Regions from separate parts of the Arachis hypogaea genome. Here region 1 is linked to region 2. The links are chromatin contacts, called in public Hi-C maps. All regions are on one chromosome and are shown on one strand. The core of a region is the stretch at or near the end of the contact, and the rest is flanking DNA. Distances in the headings are between cores, read along the strand shown.

Evidence for each region. Hi-C and Micro-C count contacts between places; a contact is called where the count stands out from the background.
Region 1: a contact with region 2 is called in a Hi-C map of an unstated tissue, with 3 times the contacts expected there. The contact joins the promoter of LOC112785286 here to the enhancer-like site in region 2. A contact is called at or near these places in 2 of 8 Hi-C or Micro-C datasets (leaf and an unstated tissue).

Annotation. Positions count from the first base shown.
Region 1 is chr20:116,173,097-116,180,031 of arahy.Tifrunner.gnm2.J5K5, forward strand. LOC112785286 (protein PPLZ02) reads left to right here and starts at 2,957. Exons shown (of 2, transcript XM_025828746.2): 1 at 2,957-3,129; 2 at 3,527-4,241. The coding sequence starts at 3,047. The coding sequence ends at 4,007.
Region 2 is chr20:116,105,900-116,112,741 of arahy.Tifrunner.gnm2.J5K5, forward strand. It overlaps LOC112784689 (probable receptor-like protein kinase At1g80640), which reads left to right and starts at 755. Exons shown (of 9, transcript XM_072230017.1): 1 at 755-1,133; 2 at 1,215-1,397; 3 at 1,492-1,712; 4 at 1,799-1,931; 5 at 2,128-2,191; 6 at 2,279-2,375; 7 at 2,532-2,634; 8 at 3,966-4,084; 9 at 4,181-4,504. The coding sequence starts at 779. The coding sequence ends at 4,396. Within about 2 kb of position 5,577, at least 2 of the 3 cell types and tissues checked have open chromatin away from gene starts, as enhancers often do.

The DNA of each region.
Region 1 (6,935 bases), core at 1,707-4,206, 65 kb after region 2:
TTTAGATCGGCAGCGAAGGACGGGGAGGCAACCAAAACTGCCTCAAGCTCAATCATGGACACAAATGAAGAGGCACCAACAGGCATCAAACTAGAGCAGGCCGCCATGGCTGAAGGCTGAGGATTCTGGTTAGAACCTCCTGAACTAGAGGCCACATCCACAAGTTTGGCCAATAGCTCAAGAGTCCTCACCTCGGGAAATTGTCAACGACAATGGAATAGAACTTGCAAATCTTCGTTGCTGTCTATGACGAAGGAATCGTACTTCACATCATCCCGCAATACAGAAATCGTAATTCTATAGCATAACTTCTCCACCCGTTTCATGCCTTGCAGCTCCAATTTTCAGATTATCGTATTCTGGAACTTGATGAAACTCGTTGACGGTTTGAGAAAAATACTAAGCGGATCCTTATCTGTAAATTTAATTCTAGATTGCGTTTTCTTCTTAATCGACCCTCTATAGTGCACCAGAACTAAAAAACTATCATCACTAGCCATTGCATGTCACTATGACGAGGAATTCACATTCAACCGCTATTTATATACGTTTGCACCATAGTAAATCGAATTAACTTATATCTATTCATATATCTTGATAAATACATAATAAATCGAATTGTGTTGTGTCAATTTATTCATTAATTTACGTGCATGTAAATCGAAACAACTCCAATCGATTTACTTGGTTACTAATACCATTGAGTAAATCGAACTGACCTTATTCGATTTACTAAGAGGTCTAAATATTCATGCATAAATCGAATCAATCCCTTCGATTTGCATGTATTCCTACTAATTCGAATCAGGTTGATTTGATTTAGTACCAATATTGCTAAATCGAATATAGTTGTATCGATTTACATAAAAAGTCCATTGGAGACCTGCACATAACGGATTAAACCGTGAGCGATTCATATAATATACCACTCCCATTTATTTATTTAGATTTTTTACCCTTAAATTTTAGTAGACATAGAATTCTTTTTATTAAAATCCGCATGACAGACACCACCATTTATAAAAATTCATCGCCTAAAGCTACATATATAACCGTTTATTTAACTTGTCCCAAGTACCGATACTTTTTTAACTCCGTGACTTACTTGATTATATATATGCCCTCGTCCCCCACAGAAAATAAAGAGAAAAAAGAAAAAGGAGAGGGGTTAGTTGCCCTAATAGATTAGAGATTTGAAAATAGTGAAGCAGATTTGATCAAATGATTTGATATGTTAGGGTAATTATGATGGCCAAAGAATCTTTTGTCTTAAACCGATGTATCCCAACTTGGGATTGACCCAATTATAATAATGATAATCATATAGGGTAGGATTAAGTGAAAGATTAGTGGCTAATATATATAGTGCACAATATTTATCGATGTTTGTTTTAATTTGTGAAACCGATCGAAACTACAGAGAGCTATGCAACTAGAAATAGTTGGAAAACATATACGATGGATACCCTCGGTTATCTTGGTCCCCGACATCTAAATGTGATATGATCTTAATTATAGAAAAATGATACTATGAAAATGTGTTGATTATTAAGGCAATTGTTGCTCCTTTTATATTTGAGAATGATGATATGTTCAAAGATTTGTAGCTCAAACCTCACACCAAGGGGATTAAGACTTGCAGTCACTGTCTACAAATTGCTCTCTACTCATCACATGAAAAGAATCTCCGGACTTAGCTTCCATCTTCAGTTATGGATTAATTAAAGAGAGAAAAAGAGACATAGAAAGTAAAAGCAATTTATAACAATGTTACCAAACACTTAATCCTCATATTTTAAAGCCAACTTGGTATATTTTTGGTTTTATAGTTTGGTTCATGTGATGATCTACATTTGAAGATGAGTTTAATTGCTATATATTGATGATATTATGAGAGTTTTATATTTATTTTCCAATCAAACATTTATATTTGTATAATTTTATTATTTATTAATATGATAATATATAAATTAAATATCCATATAAAAATAATAAAAAATTTGTATAATTAAATAATAATTTTTAGGTATAAAATTACTAAAGAATCCAAATATGATGATAATGTAAATAAACCACTTAACTCTATTTCCAAAATTCATTAAATAAAGCATTTTTATATTCAATGTTATCATATATATTAATATTTTTTATTTATTGTATTTGTAAATTATAAAATAAGAATACACTCTTTTATATATTTTAATATGGTAAATTATATTAATTTAAATTTTGATTAATATTAAATTGAGATATTTTAATTACAAATTTATTCTCATATATTACAGATAATTTATTATAATTATTTTTTGAAATTTATTTATAATTTTACACCACAATTAGTAATTTATTTTTAATATATATTAGCTATTTAAAATATTTTTATTACTAAATACCTATTATTCTATTCATATTTGTAATATAATTCAACTATTATTTAATAAAATATTTATTTAACCAATTGTTTAATATAGATGTTTTATTAACATTTATTCAAGACAAAGTGTCTAATCTATCAGTTGTTATATCCTTTGTATTTTAAACATATTCCCTCTATAAGTTTACTTTATTAGATCTTTTTAATATAAACCTTCAGATCTATTATCTAATCATCTGAATGGATAATATTAGTGAAACACTATTGTTCAGTATTTGTATCGGAAGATTTTTTAGACGCGTCCAAAAATAAATGTATGCAAGTAAAGTCGTCTTTAATTTAAAGCAAAAAACTAATAATCCTAGTGCGAGACTAAGAGAGGGAGACATAATTGTGTCCAGAAAATGAATGGACTAGTAATCCTTTGATAATTCCATAATCATAGCATACAAATTGCAATACAGCCAACATATAGCTGCTAGGTAAATACAAAGAAACTTTATAATAACCTCAAAATCCTCCAACTGGGACCCTCTATAGGTCTCTTTAAAAAAATAAAATAAGAAAAAGGGCAATGAGCACAACTACATAAACCCCATTCTCCCTCCAACTTCTTCCCCCTTACCACACAACAAAACTCATAACATTTTGCAACCCAAAAAAAAAAAAAAAATGGCCAGAGCACAACAAAGATACCGAGGAGTCCGACAAAGGCATTGGGGTTCTTGGGTCTCTGAAATTCGCCACCCTATTTTGTAAGTATTCTGCATTATTTTTAGAGAAATATTAGATGAATTATTTTTAAAAAAATACAAAGACATTAAAATTTATTATTTTTAGTCATTATTTAGTTATAAACTCAATTTTTTTAATTTAGTTCTTTTTAGTTTAGTTATCCAATAACACATTTTATTTCATACTTTTAAATATTAATAATTAATCAATAAACAAAAATAATAAATTTTAATAGTTCTCTAACGTTTTTCTTAATTTTATAACAAAATTCAATTAATTTTTTTTCATTATTATTTTTTATTATGTCAATAAATTATTAGACCAAATTGAATGAGGTTGAAAATAGAAATAGAGGAGAGAAAATGGATTGGATTAATGTTAGAAAGCTAAAAGAATGAATGATGTATTATGTTTCAGGAAAACAAGGATATGGCTTGGAACGTTTGAGACAGCAGAAGATGCAGCAAGAGCGTACGATGAAGCAGCAAGGTTGATGTGTGGAACGAGAGCCAGAACCAACTTCCCTTACAACCCTGATTCCTCTCACTCCACGCCATCCAAGCTTCTCTCTGCTACTTTAACCGCTAAGCTTCACAGGTGTTACATGGCCTCTCTTCAAATCACTAGACCTTCTCCCATCAACAATGGCGCCTTTTCCACTGCACCAACACCCACCATCCAACAGAAGAGACCACACAAGGATGAACAACAACAACAGCAACAGCAACAAGAACAACAATCTTCATCTTCATTGGAAGATGGCAACTGGGCTTCCATGAAGAAGGTTAAAGTGGAAAATCATGAGTTTATTAAGCCTCTTGAGGAAGATCACAATCACATTGAGCAAATGATTCAGGAGTTGCTTCATTATGGCTCCATTGAGCTCTGTTCTCTTTAATATCATTTGCTATATATGCTTCCTCCTGAGATCAATTATTATTCTGCTAATTTTTAACTTAATTTAGATTATGATGATTATCTTTAATTTCAGGTCCTTAATATCTTCTATATTCAAAGTGACCTTTTTCTTTCTTTTTGTAGACAATGCTGTCTATGTACCACCCTTTTCTATGTATAGCCAATCCAATCATATTCCAATATCTTCAATTAATTATTTGTTTCTATCTTTCAATGCACATTTTCTTCTTTTCCGTGTGAAATAATGTTTTTTTTTTTTGGGGGGGGGGGGGGGGGTGTCAAAACTCAAAAAGTCTGTACTACTCTGTACATTAGAACCCTTTCATTTCAAACATTGTAGTTCTTCATTCTGACACAAGTTTTTGAAAAACAAGGGAAAAAATAATTAAAAAGAAAATGATGAGTTGAATTATAAAATTTAAAATGTATGATCATTAATTAACTTGTCCCACAGTGATATATATATATAGTAGAAATGTAATAACAAAAATAGCAGATATGTCACTACTCACTTGACTAAATGAACCAAGAATATGACATCTCTCTCTCTCTTTATGTATTATTTGTCCTGGAATTAGAAGATTGTGGTCGAGAACCAATTAGCAAGCAGTTTGGTTAAGTAAAATGTATCACCCAATGTGTAGCTAGGCGTAATCTCTCTATTGCGTAATGAAAAATATAGAATCTACTTACCACTCAAGGGCAGAGCTAGACCAATAGACCTGTTTTCAAGGGAGCCAAAACTTTTAACTTGCATATACATACTTATATTACACGTGATTGATATGCATACAGATACAACGTATTAGGAAAAATTTCAAGAGCGTACCGGAGAATACAGGTGTTCCAATTATTTTAATCGTTAATTTTAATTAATATATATTATATATTTTTTTTTATAATTCAGATCAACAGTTAAAACAACTAAAATATCGATATTTTCAGTATATTTAAAACTCTTCCCATATTTTATTTTCCTCCGCATTAGTTATATATATATACACACTAGTATTTTTGTTCATATAATACAAAAATATAAATCATTCAAAATTATATCAATTTTGTCATCACATTATAAATTATGACAAAAATAATTTATAAAATTAAACTATTTTAAAAAAAAAATCGTAAAGAACAAAAATTTTTGTCTGCTAACAAAACTAAGTCTTTGTAGCTAAAAAAATCATATAATAAATTTTTTAGTTATTATTTTTATGCGAAAGATTTTAATTTTTTATTAATAATTAATTTTAATATTCATTATTTAAAATTTAAAAGAATTTAATATGTATATTTTTTATTTAATTAGATGTTAAGTCTGATACACAAATAAAAATAATTAATTTCTATATTTATTATTTAGAAATAATATTTTCTCTCTATATATATATAATTAGATATTAGTATAAAAAAATTATATTAATAATTATAAATTAACTCAAATTAATTTTTTGAAATAATTAAATTTTGATTCTAATTATTAATCACAACATTAGTATTCTTTTCAAATTATATATAATAAATATTTAAAAAAAAAAATATATATATATATATATATATTAGAAAAATAATAAACAATAAAAATTTAAAACTAAATAAAAATACTAAAAAGGTATGCATATAATAATAGTAGTTATATATTTTTTATGTAAGTAATATTATGAGATATTTTTTAATTATATTTAATTATAAATTTAATATATTTTTTATAATATGAATTTATTTTTGAATTATATTATTTTATTATTTTTTGTAGAACAAAAATGTAGAGAGATAGAGATTGAGAGAGAAAAGAGAGAGAGATAAAAAAGAAGAGAGAGTTTGTTAATTTTGAAAGAAAATATTTTATTTTAATTATAATGAAAGAATATTTCGTTACACATTTTGATTTGTCAAATTAATAATATAAAATATAAATTATAAGTTATATATAGAGTGAGAAGGATAGAATGAAATAGAGAAAGAGAGAGAGGTAGATAAGATAACGGAGGAAAGAAGTTTATTAATTTTGGAAGAAAATATTATGTCAATTTTAATGAAAGAGTGTCATGTAACATATTTTAGTTGTTAAATTAGTAATATAATATAGCTGTATTTTAATATTTTAATTTTAATTTAATTTAACTTTAACTGCAATTAAAGAATGTCATGTTGTACATTCTGATTGTCAAATTTATAACTACTAATTGATAATGATATATAAGAGAGATAAAATAGGTGAAATTATGAAGCATAGACACTTTTCTGAGTTGTCGTATCCGCGTGTCGGACATATTTTGGATGCAACACTCATTCGACACACATGTCTTTTCTGTCTATCTATGTCTTAATAAAAATACAAAATACTTCTTCAGACACATTTGGACACACCTAAATACCATTATATGTTAGTCCTGTCCAACCTTATTATTCTTAATCTATATTCTTGAAATGAGTTTAGAAATAATATACATTATCATTTATTAATAAAAAAATTATTTTATATATTTTATATAATTAAAAAGATATTAAAAGTTAAAATATATAATTTATATTTTAATATGAATACAATATTATTATAATTTATTTAAAAAATACTATATATATATATATATCTTGTGTCGTTATGCTTTATAAAAAATTAAAATTTTCACATTCGCAGTTTCGTATCGCGTTGTGTTCCATGTCCATGTTAGTGTCCATGCTTCATAGCGATGAAGAAATGAGAGAGAATGAGAGATAGACAAAAGAAGAGAATTTTAAAAGAAAATATTCGATTTCAATTGCAACGAGAGAGTGATATGTGACACATTTTAAATATAAAAGTAATAATATATATATATATATATATATATATATATATATATATATATATATATATATATATATATATATATGGTGAATTCTAGCCAACCCCTTCTAAAATAAA
Region 2 (6,842 bases), core at 4,327-6,826:
TATATGATTTGCATAGATTTAAAAACAAGAGAGGGGCTCATTTTTTCTTATATTATAAATAAACGTGTAATATATATTGATATTTTTATAACATTGTGGATTACACTGCTATGAGTCTGATTCATTTTTTTTAAAAGAACGAAATGTAGATGATATTTTGTCATTTAATAATAATTTTTAATTAAATAATAATAAAATCGCATTGATGACTTTTGTGTTAAAAGAATTTTATAAAATTTTTATATATAAAACGATAACGACATTTTGTATATTTTTTATTTTTTTAATTGATTAAAAAAAAACGTCAATGATGTTTTGTGCAAAACATCAGCGACGTTTTGTTGAAGACGATAATGACATGGATGAGAAAACGATAGTGACATTTTTTTGTAGCCATCAGAAATTCTCACAACAATATCAAACACAGTTTTTTTAACATTTTGGTAGATTACACTTATTTTAACCCAATATTAAAAATAAAAATCCCACAAGAGAGGTGTTATGCAAAATAAAATGAGGATATTTGTATAATATAAATAGACAAATATTTAGCAAATGTAAATGACCTTAATTTTATATTATTATCTGTATAGTATTATTAGTAAAATTAAAGTGAATCGACTCCATCTATAAAACAACATTCAGTTAAAGCTAAACTTTGTTGTGTTGACTGTAGCAGTGAAATTGTGCAGAGAGAGAAAAACAAAAATGAAAAAAGACAATAACAGAAAACAGAGAAAGGTAGTGTTGAAAAGAGTACTTTTCTTTTTCTTATTTTATGGAGAAACAAAAAAGGGAGGGTCCAAGTCTTGAAGATCCAAAAATCACTTGCATTGCCTTCAAAACTCTCTCTCTCTCTCTCTCTCTCTCTCTCTCTCCTTTTCAGGCTGCATCTTCATTCTTCATGTGTTGCAATTCCTCAAAAGACACACAACAAACATTGAAAATGAACCCTGTTCCTATGATTCTCTCCATGTTCCTGATCCTCCTTCTTCACCGTGCAGTTGCACAAACACAACACCACCCTCCTTTTCATTCTCCTGCACCCGCACCTGCACCTGCACCTGTTCCTGTTTCTCAACCCATTGCTCCACTTTTCACCTCCAATCCCATCCCTGCAGCTCTCTCTCCTGGTAACTCTGCTTCCTCTGTTTTTGGATCTTATGTCTTTCCTCAAGACTTATTAACAATATTTTCACCTCTCTGTTCATTAGGATTTCAGGTTGGGGAACAACAACAGCACCGAAAAAGTTCACACAACAAAACGGTGGTTATATCTGTGGCCGTAGCCACCGGTGCAGTTGGTGCAGTTATTCTCACTTTGCTATGCTTCTGGATTTGCCATACCAAGCGTCCCTCAAAATCAAACAAGAAGAATCAAAGTCTTCACATCTCAGGTACTTATAATATATTTTCTTTTAAACCTAAGTTTTGAATTAAATTGAATATTCAATTGCTTATTTCTTTAGTACTAATGGCTGCAAGATACAGTGGAGAAAGGGCTCATAGGAATGAAGACGATTGGTATGAAAGGTTGTGCTCCAATCATTGATTATAAACAAATAGAGAAAAGCACGAATAATTTTGACGAAAGTAACATCTTGGGTGAAGGAGGTTTTGGATGTGTTTACAAGGCTCGTTTGGATGATAATCTTGTTGTTGCTGTTAAGAAGCTACACTGTCAAACTCAAAATGCTGAGAGAGAATTCGAGGTATCTATGTAATCTTTTTCTTTAACTCTTATGCTTCTTTCTTTTCTTTTTCATATTTGAAACTTGTGTGACATGAATATATACAGAATGAGGTCCAATTGTTGAGCAAAATTCAGCATCCCAATATAATTCCTCTGCTGGCTTGTAGCATTAATGGGGACACCAGGTTCATCGTTTATCAGTTGATGCAAAATGGATCCTTAGAAGCTCACTTACATGGTAACAATCAAATCTTAAAGTACCAGAAAGGTTTTTTGATAGTTATAATTAGAATTCTAGCCATCTGAATAATGTTTCTAAGAGACATGTATCGCACTAAATCGAGTTGAAAAGATGACATTTATAATTGCACTCAAAGTTATCTCCGTTCTACTGATATCTTTATTTTTCCACCAAACAAAAAATGACGATGAAGGACCTACTAGAGGGTCTGCATTGACTTGGAACATGAGGATGAAGATTGCTCTTGACACGGCAAGGTTATTAATTAATCAATTAATTAATTAATTATGTGTTAATTAATTAGCAGCATGTTAACAAAACTACTATTGATTAACTGTGAACAGAGGATTAGAATATCTGCATGAGCATTGTCACCCTCCTGTCATCCATAGAGATATGAAATCTTCCAATATTCTTTTGGATGCAAACTTCAACGCTAAGGTAAAAACAAAGAGCAAAAATGTAACTGCTATTTATAAGAAAAAAAGAGATTTCCTTTTCCTTATCCTTTTCATATTACTTTATCATATCATTTATTGCAACAACTAATGTGTTCTCATTTCTCATTACACAACCGCTGGTGGTGGATTGATTCAGCTATCTGATTTTGGGCTTGCCATAACTGATGGGTCCCAAAGCAAGAAGAACATTAAGCTTTCAGGCACATTGGGGTACGTAGCCCCAGAGTACCTTTTAGATGGTATGTTATTATGCCAAAACAAACTCTTCATTTCACTGCATATGCATTTCTCTGACTCTGACATCTTTGATCCACTGTGTTGGTTTTATTTTGGAGCTTTGTGGTGTTTTTTTTCTATTATGAATTATGCCATATGAGTTTAGGGTTGGTTTGAAACATTTTGCTACTGTTGGTCATGTACCTGCCCAACTGACATGACATGTCATCTAAGGATTTAATTAATTTGACTTTGTTGTTGGTTACCTTACAATAATCTCAGATGCTTTGTTTTCTCTGGTTACTTCTCCTTGTTGATATAAACTAACATCCGAATTGTACCACTCACAGAATTAATGATTAAATTAATATATAATTATTTCTCAATGTCAATAATATCATGGATCTACACATGAGGAGCGTGCAACTGAATTATCTATTTGGTTCATGATACCAAGTGTTTTAGAGATATGAAACTTTAATAATAGAAAACATTAAATTTTAAAGTTTTTAATACATTAAATGAATTCAAAACGTATTGAAAAAGTCAAAACTTCTTATTTTAACTTTCTTAGAGGCTCATCATTTTCTTTCTAGATAATCCATCCATTTTATATTAGGGTAAAATATGTTTTTATCCTTAATACTTATAATTTTTTAAAAATATTCTTAATGTTTAATTTTATTCAGTTTTATCCTTAAGATTTTTAATTTGTGTTAAAATTATCCCTACGATAACTCCATCTAAAGCTCATGAACAAAATTAAAAACGTTCAAAGATAGTTTTAAAACAAATAAAAAACATTAGTGATAAAATTGAATGAATTAAAAATATTAGGACAAAATTAAATTAAATTAAAAGTTAGATGTATTTTTGACAAAACATCACAAACGTTAGAGACAAAAAACATACTTTACCCATCATATTAAATGTCTCTTTTCATTTTTATTTTTGTTGCAAATTAAGTGTCATTTTCTAATTCCATGAAGTCATTAATTCACTTTTACATATTATATTCTCTATTTAATATAAAAAGAGAAACTTACAAGAGTAAAGAATTAGTAGAGAGAGAGAAAAAAAAATACTAGGAGTATTTTTGTCTTTCTTTTTTAATTCTTTATATTTTTAATAAAATTTAATGATTGTCTTCGTACCTGCATAAAGCTAAAAAGAGACAGACTAATATAAAACAGAGAGTAAGAACTATATTTCACTCAAATTTTAAGTCTTCATTTATTAAATCTTATATTAATGATTTAGATTTAAATGAGTGATTTTATAAAATTATAAAAAAAATAAAATTTGTTAATTTATTTGTTAGTTCTAATAGTAAGTGATATTTATGTATTGATAGGGAAATTGACAGATAAAAGCGATGTGTATGCATTTGGGGTTGTACTTCTTGAACTTCTGTTAGGAAGGAAGCCTGTGGAGAAACTGGCACCAGCTCAATGCCAATCTATTGTCACATGGGTATGTATGCTACCTGCTTTTATTCATTTAATTTATTAACCCCACACACCGCGCGTACCCGTATAATTATAAATAACCATATGAATGAATTTATAGGCGATGCCGGCACTGACAGACAGATCCAAACTTAGGAACATTGTGGATCCAGTGATCAAAGATACAATGGATGTCAAGCACTTATATCAGGTTGCTGCTGTTGCTGTTCTCTGTGTTCAGCCTGAGCCAAGTTACCGTCCTCTAATCACTGATGTTCTTCATTCACTTGTCCCTCTTGTTCCCATTCATCTTGGAGGAACACTCAGATCTCATTGAATTCAACCACATTTTGTTTTCTTAATAACTGATTAATGTATACATTGTATATATAAATATACAAAGAGATAAAGAGTTCTGTTGATATAAATGAACGATTCCATCACATTTATTGCGAGAATTCTTCAATTATATGAACTCATTGGCAACCGACACAGCAAATAAGTGTGTTGTTACATGTTAGCGTCATAATTAAGTTAAACTAACAAACCGTATTTTTCTCCGAAGCTTCTTCTTAAAGAAAGTACTTTATAGTTTGTCACGGATTAGCAATATTACAAGTTAAGAGGAACCATTATTTATCGAAATGGATATCCTTAATGTTTTCATTGTCATATGTTTGCGGCTACAATCACAATTATATATCAGGAGATTGTGATATTAGAACTTAGAAGGATGCATGAGTAAACCCTTTTTCCTTAATTTACATTTCAGATAAAGTATATTTTTTATCTTTAAAATTTGTTAAAATTTTTAAAAGTGTCCCTAACTTTTATTTTATTTTAATTTTGTTTCTGTAGTTTTTAATTTGTATTAAATATACTCCTAACAACTAAATTTTCAAAAAATTTAAAATTAATCTAGCAAAAATATATGACTATATTTAATTTGTTTATGTTAAATGTTGTTCTTGTGAAATCGTTGCTGAGTTAGTCCTAAAGTTTTTGAAAAATTAGCGATCAGGAATATATTTGATGCAAATAAAAAATTTTTAAAAAACAATTGAAATAAAATTTTGAGATATTTTTAAAACTTTAAACCAACTTTAACATAAAAAATATATCTTACCCTTAAATTTTTAATTTTATTTTACTTTTTATTTTTAGAGTACATAATAGACAAACTATCAATTATTTTTATGAATTTTTTTATTATAATTACAAATTGGCTATTTATATTTTTTTGTCACAATTTACATAAATCCGAGTTTCTGGACGTGACATAAATTCTTTTTTTTTGTCAGAGATATAATTCTTAGACAGTGCAAATTATTCATCAAAATGTTGGTGTTTCGATTTTTTTCAGGGTCCAAATTGGGCCACAAAATGTTGGTGTTCATTTCTAACTTCTTGTAACAAGACGTTTCTCATTTTTATTTTCTAGGTTTTTGATGTGGCTGCAAGTCTTATTCCTTCTGTATATTCGGAATGAGAAGCCCACTTACAATGTATAGAAGGCCGTTTGGTTAGCTGGGGAAGCTTAAGGTTGCATTTGTTTTCTAGGATTAAGACTAAGACTAGGAGGATTGGGACTGAATATTGTATTAAATGATTAGAGATTGAAACTAAAATTTTGATCTTGAAATACAAAATTTTAGTTTCTTTAGTATTTTCAAAAACTAGAAATATAAAGGACTAAAATTTTTAGGAATGAATATTGAAATTTTAATAATATTTTTTTAAATATATTTTCATTTAATATTTTAAATTCTAAATCTATCTCTCAATTTCCATATTTATCATAAACCAAATATGATACTAAGATATAATTCAATATAGAATATTTTATACTAACCACAATAAAGAGATTTAATTTAGTCTCTGTCTTTTAATCTCAGTCTTCCCTCCAAACATAGCCTAAGAAATGAGAGGAGCACTAATATGGGTAAAAAATATTCAAATAGTTTAAACACTAATAGAGACAAATTGCTTACCTCTTGCTCAGGTAGTCAAATCTAGAAGCAACATATATGTTATTCTTGTGGACATTTTCCACCTCCTAAGAACGCTTCCTGAATCTAAATTGAAGGAGAATAGAGTATTTGGCAAAAAATACAACAACCTAGAGACCAAATCTCCAAAGTAGTCCTCTAGATTCGGCCTTTGCACTAATTTTACCTTTGAGATTTTAATTGTACTAATTTGTCCATCCAGATTGAACATCGAGCTATATACAAGTTTTTTAGTCTATTTCTGATGTGAGTCAGCAAGCGAATTGCTGATGTGGCATAGCCACTGTCACGCTGTCAATTATAATGGCTAGCTAATGTGGCTAGCAATGTATAACTCCCCAATTTAGTTCCTATTCCCATTTATGAACCCTAAAGCTTTTTCTTTTTCTTTTCTTCTTTTTCGTCTTCTACTTCTTCGTTAGTCTCCAGAATTAGTCGTTACCTATCTCTTTTAGAAAAAATTACTTTTTTATCATTATTTTATTATTATTTTTTTATAATATTTTAATCTCAATTTTTAAAAATTTTATATTGAGCCCAAAAATTTTATAAAACTTATATTTTAACTCTTTTAACTTTTGATATTTATACTTTAACCCCTAAATTTTTAGTATTTATACTTTTTATCCCAAAACATAATAATATTTGTACTTTGATCCCAAAATAGATTAAAGAGTTGTTCTTGAATGTTCTTGATAAAACTCAAAGTGTTTTTCATGTTCTTTATAAATTCTTCAAATTCTTTCTTCGATTCGGACCCGTTTTACAATCTTT